Regions from separate parts of the Mus musculus genome. Here region 2 is linked to region 1. Evidence: chromatin contacts called from public promoter capture Hi-C data. All regions are on one chromosome and are shown on one strand. Each heading gives the region's core, a stretch centred on a gene start, on an enhancer-like site or on the middle of the called end of the contact. The rest is flanking DNA. Distances are from core to core; before and after follow the strand shown. Region 1 overlaps Tpra1 (transmembrane protein, adipocyte asscociated 1). Region 2 holds the start of 4933427D06Rik (RIKEN cDNA 4933427D06 gene).

Region 1 (2,831 bases), core at 312-2,811:
GCCCCCGGGGAAAGTGTGCCCATTGGCTGCCTGGCCCTATCCCACCTTCTCCATCCTGCTGCTGTCTCTCCTTCCTGTCTCACCTAGACCTGTCCATTCTCTGCAGTGGCCTAAGGGACCCCACCCACAGTGGCTTGGGGTCTTTGGAAAGAGCCTTTTCAGTACCGAGAATGAAATCATGTTATAGGTGTGCCACCCCATCTGACCCAGTCTTACCAACTGTTTTCTCTTTCCAGCCGCCCTGGCCTAGTCTTTTTTGTCTTTGGCCAAGTCTGTTTCTACCTCAGAACTTTTGTATTTGCCATTCTCTCTGAGGAATGTTCTTTATCCAGAGTTTTCCAAGGCTGACTCCCCAGTCATGCGTCCTCTTGACAGAACACCAACCCAAATCAACCTTCCTATGTTCCCTGGAATTCAGCCTTAACTGGGACACAAGGCCATGGTAACTAGATAGAGGACTGCACTGTTTCGTTTGGCTGTGGAAGCAGCCTTGGGCATTCATGGAGAGACCTACTTCTATCTCATGGTCTAACATGGCTGCTCTTGTTCCTATCGGCACATCAGTATTCCGGCTGACAGGAAGGAAGAAGGGCACGACCTGAAGCTGGCGAGTTGCACTCTGTTGGTGTCCTTGTGGCCAGTCCCTCCTTCAGGGGAAGCTGGAGAAAGCAGACTGAAATCCCGGGTTCTGCTGGTAAGACGTGTGGGTCCTGGAGACTTGTCTGCGCTCTGTTCCCGTCATAGTGAACCACTCCACTGTCTTCTCAGCCCTTATCCCTAGCAGAACTTTGCTTTTTAAGTACAAAGGTTTGTGTTTCCCCACTCCCACCCCCATCCTTGGGAGGGAGCCGGCAAGAGGGTAGGCCTTGCTTGCCCTGTCCCACCCACACCTGAGCAGCCCAGTGAGTTGCTGGTTATACCAACCACATGGTCAGATCCGCTGGGCAAGCAGAGGGTGCGTGGGTGGAGGATGGTTGCTCCCTTCACCTTTGCCGATCGTCAGGACTGGGAAAAAGTGGAAATGCCCTACTAGGAACCAGGGACATACTTCCCTCCTTGCCCCTCCCCATCAGAAAGTTGGAGGTGTAACAAATCAGAGAAGGCTGAGGACAGGGTCTTGGCTGCCTGCTCAGAGGTTTCCTGTCCCTTTCAGCAGAGACAGCACTAGAGTGTAATGACCCTGCCAAATCCAGGATGTCCCCGAGTGCCCCCCAAGCCCTGCCTTTTCCTGCTACTGCTTAGAGTTAGTGGACCACAATGCTCCTTTTGAGTTACCGCTGACACTGAACAGGGGGCACCAAGCTCTTTGCCACTCCTGCCACAGACAGGTAGGTCCCTAAGCCACGACCTTTTCCTCTGAAAAGATTTAAGTGTTCCTGGCAGTATACAAGCTCGTGCACCCACGTCTGGAGAAAGGAGTGTCTGGGACGAAGTGTGCCACCGGGTCTACAGAGTCAATCCCGGCCTGGTTCTGTAGTGGTCACGTGTATGGCTCTGTTGAGTCTGGATCCACCCACATCCCATTTGGGAGGCCCATTCATTTTGCCGCAGTTCAGGCTCCTTCTTTCTACTGCCATCTTGTGGTCAACGGCTGACACTGCTTCACCCGTGCACTACCTTTGCCCAGCTGCTGGCTGTTTTGGATAGAGGCGATTACCTTCTGATCACTGATCAGAATACAGTTACCTATGAGTCCCGAGGCTCAGCTTGTCCTGCAGGAGGCCCCACTACCATCCCTACACAGTCCTCTCACCAAGGTTCCTCGTCTAGGGTTTTCTGGCCACCATTAGTCTTCTCCCTCCAAGACATTTCTGGGACCCCAGATCATGAGCTCTCTCATCCTCTAGGCTGAATGTCAGACTTTCCTCCCCAAATTGCCACAAAGACACTGGCCTCTGGGCTACTCTGGCCTCCAGCTTCTCTGGGGAGCCTGACCTTCTCAGATGACCTCTTTGGCCCTCTTTGTGCCTAGAGACCTCTGTGTGCTTCAGGTGTCCCCTCCACCTGCAGCTGCTTTTCCAGTGCAGCAGAGAGGGTTCTGGGCTCCTTTGAGGACCTCAGCGGGTGTGTGACCTCAGATCAGATGGTGGGTGGGGTTTGCAAGGTGGAATTGGGAGCATATCACTTAGCCTTCCCAATAGAGTCCTGCTGAGGCATTCTCCATCACCATGGCCTCACTTTTTAGTCTCAGTGCCATTTCAGAGGGGACACTGAAGCACCAGGAGGCCAAGTGGCAGAAGCAGGCTGGGGACCATGCTCTGAACTCCTTCATCTCTGGAAGAACAATTTGGATGGTGCCTATCATTGCTCTCTGGCACATGATGCTCAGTAACTGGAGGTGGCTTGTGTATCTGTCAGGGGCAAAGGCTTAAGGCAGAGCCTGAGAGGAGAGAGCAGGCCCTGTGTGGAGCTAAGAACCCCCTTCTCCCAGCCTCCCGCTCAGTGAGTCCTAGTACAGCCTGCACTCTGCGCTGCCATTTTGGTCTTCCCTGGTAGCCTTAGACGGAGGGAGGAGGGCCAGGGCCCTGTGCCCTAACCACATGGGCTTGTCTTCAGGGCCACTGCCGGTGGAATGGCCAGCCTGCAGGAGGCCAATGGAAGCACAGCGTGGCCACCGCCCACAGCATCCAATATCAGTGAGCCCCACCAGTGCCTGCTGCTGCTATATGAGGATATTGGCTCCTCCAGGTAGGGTTCCTGGCCCCACTGAGGGAGGGCTGTGGGTGGGCTCTCAGGGTGCTATGGGCCAGGGAATGTGTCCCTACCTCCCCAGTGAGCCAGCATCTGTGCCCCCTGCAGGGTCCGGTACTGGGACCTCCTGCTGCTCATTC
Region 2 (2,700 bases), core at 46-2,545, 190 kb after region 1:
GACTAATCCAAGGTCCAGCCCACCACTGTAGAGTGGCATGCCATTTATGGATTTATTTTGAAAACTGAACTTAATTTTTCATCTAAAATTTAAAACAATTTCATGAAAAGAAACAGCAGTGATTTCAACAAACGATGTTAGAATAAACTAGAAGTCTGTTTGGGTTTTCTTTCTTTTTTTTTTTAATGTCAAAAACTGATCACTGAACTAAAGGTAAAAACTTCTAGAAACCCTTTGTTTGCTTGTTCACTTTGAGACGGGAATCTTGCTGTGCAGTTTTCAATTTGTGTTCTTTCCCGTTCAGCCTCACAAGAACTGTGCCTCTGGGCACACACCAGCACCTTAGGTTACTCTTCTTAGCTTTGGAGTGGGTAAAAATCTCTTAGATGGAATACACTGAAACCCACAAACGTCACACTGTGAACCGGCACCAGGGCGGGACTTTCCCGGTTCCATGATGGTCCAGTGGTATACGGTCAAAATGTCAAACTCAGCAGGGCGAGGAGAATGTGTGTCCAATTCTAGAAAAAAACGCAAACACCCAGGGAGGATGGGGTGGGGGTGGGGTGGCAACGGAGGGCTGGAACCAAACAAAATATAAAGTCCCGTGGGCCGTAGTGATAGGGGTAGTAATGGCCTCCATGTCAACCCTAGCAGGTGACAGCAGCAGTAGCAGGACTCCCAGGAGCCATCTGAGATCCGAGCAGCAGGGCTGAGAACCCCGGGTGTGAAGGCAGTCAGACTCTTGCATAGTGAATACCAACCTCTAGCTTCCCACTATACCCCTCTGATTTCACGGCCCCAGCAAGCAGACCTACCACCATTCTGACAACCAGTTGCCTACTACAAGAGGTATGAAGTACAAATCGCTGGCTGATGGAACCCAACCAAGAACCCCCGAAGGCAGCAGGCTGCTTGAGAGCCCACAGCCATGACTCCAGGGCTCTAGTCAGCCTAGAAAGCAGGCTCTGACAGAAACAAGGTCGGGCTCCAGGTGCCCACCAGGCTGCTTCGAATTCCGTTGGCAAATCAGAACCCGAACCCATGAGAAGACCCTCTGCGTTGAAAGGACTCCTGGACTTTGTCCTTCCACTTTCCCCAACTCCGCGGCAACATTGAGGTGGGGGAAAGGGAGAAAATGGTGGACCTAATTGAGGACAGTCTCAGGTTTCGGTGGGCTTTCTCAGCCCATTCCTGATTGGTCCCATTTTATGCCTCATTTGTATGTGCGCACGCGTAGCCAATCACAGTCAATGGGCGCTATTTAACAAGGCATACACCGTTCTCCTCAGTCCAGTTGGAATCCCGCTCTCCTTGCACGGAGGACTTCCCTTTCGCTAGGGCAGACTCACCGGAAGCTCACTCAGGCACAAGTTCTCTCTAGCTGAGCTGCCGCTGCTCCTCCTCCTCCTCTTCCCAGGTAGGGAATTCCTTCTTGCCTTGAGGGCTGCTTTTTTGTTTGTTTGTTTGGTTTGTTTTTTTTTTCTCGTAATTGTTAATTTTTCCTTGTCTCCACAGCGTCAGAGACCCACTCCTTATTTAAACCCAAGGGGACTCACTCTAGGGAACTTACTCAAGGGAACTCAAGCCTTAGGGATCTGCCAATGAGGGGAAACCTGCCACTCTCCGAGCTTTCTGTAGACTTGCTCTGAGGGGAATGCCCTAGGTCAGCATCCTGAGACCCTTTGATCCCTTAACTAACTCCCTGATGGCCGAAGAAAGTACAGAGACTAGCACGAGTCACATCTCTTGGTTGATATCCACCTTCATCGAGCGGCTCAGAGTTTCTTTTTCTTTCGTCTTTTTCTTTCTCTCTCTCTCTCTTTCTTTCTTTCTTTTTTGTTTCTTTTTCTTTCGTCTTTTTCTCTTTCTTTCTTAGTTTCTTTTTCTTTCGTCTTTTTCTCTTTCTTTCTTTCTTTCTTTTTTTTTTTTTTTGGTTTTTCGAGACAGGGTTTCTCTGTGTAGCCTTGGCTGTCCTGGGACTCACTCTGTAGACCAGGCTGGCCTCGAACTCAGAAATCCTTCAGCCTCGGCCTCTCAAGTGCTGGGGTTAAAGGCATGCGCCACCATTGCCCAGCTTCAGTTTCTGTAGTCTTGTTCAATTTTTTTTTTTTTTTTTTTTTTCCTATTTGAGCCATTACTCCTTTGTGGAAAGTGAAAAACAAAAACAAAACAAACAAACAAAACCTTTCTTTGAGACAGGGTATCTCCATGTTTCCCTGACTGGCCTAGAACTCGCTATATAGATCAAGCTGGTCAGGAACTCAAGGGATGCCCCCATCACCACCACCACAGAGTAGAGGTGTGTGTCTTTAATCCACTTCTAGCTGGAAGTTCTCCTTGTTTTCCCACCACTGTCAGCCCACTCCATTTTTGGAGAGAAAATGGGACAAGAACCAGAGGTTGGAGAACTGACTGTCACCATAGAGCACACAAGGACCCAGCTTCTAACTGACAGCTTGAGTAGTGAGGGCTGGAGTCTTGGAACAGCCAGATAGTTAACTACTGATTGCTAATAATGAGTTTAATAATGATAATAATTAGCAAAGTATTTCAGGTAGGTGTTGGATTATAACACAGTACAGAATGCATATCCACAAGTCGATGCCAATGTAAGTAACTAAATGACTCCCTGGGGACAGCAGACTGATTTTCCAGACAGGTCTTCCAACTTAAATACTCTGCTCTCAGGAGAGGAGT

What was found. Promoter capture Hi-C pulls out the DNA fragments that hold promoters and counts their contacts.
Region 2: a promoter capture Hi-C map of stem cell-derived epiblast-like cells shows a contact between it and region 1, with 2.6 times the contacts expected there. The contact joins the promoter of 4933427D06Rik here to the enhancer-like site in region 1. A contact is called at or near these places in 4 of 39 promoter capture datasets (the C10 cell line, cranial neural crest, pre-B cells and 1 more), 1 of 115 datasets of contacts at active chromatin or transcription factors (embryonic stem cells) and 2 of 9 other capture datasets (adipose tissue and liver).

The regions. Positions count from the first base shown.
Region 1 is chr6:88,905,385-88,908,215 of GRCm38.p6, forward strand. Tpra1 (transmembrane protein, adipocyte asscociated 1) reads left to right here. Exons shown (of 12, transcript NM_011906.2): 2 at 565-694; 3 at 2,557-2,688; 4 at 2,800-2,831. The coding sequence starts at 2,573. Among named protein-coding and RNA genes, the nearest start is that of Tpra1, 4.5 kb to the left of the region's middle. Within about 2 kb of position 1,562, at least 73 of the 459 cell types and tissues checked have an H3K27ac peak or open chromatin away from gene starts, as enhancers often do. A contact at or near this core is called in adipose tissue and stem cell-derived epiblast-like cells, where this site is marked.
Region 2 is chr6:89,094,815-89,097,514 of GRCm38.p6, forward strand. It overlaps 4933427D06Rik (RIKEN cDNA 4933427D06 gene), which reads left to right and starts at 1,296. Exons shown (of 4, transcript NR_134978.1): 1 at 1,296-1,420.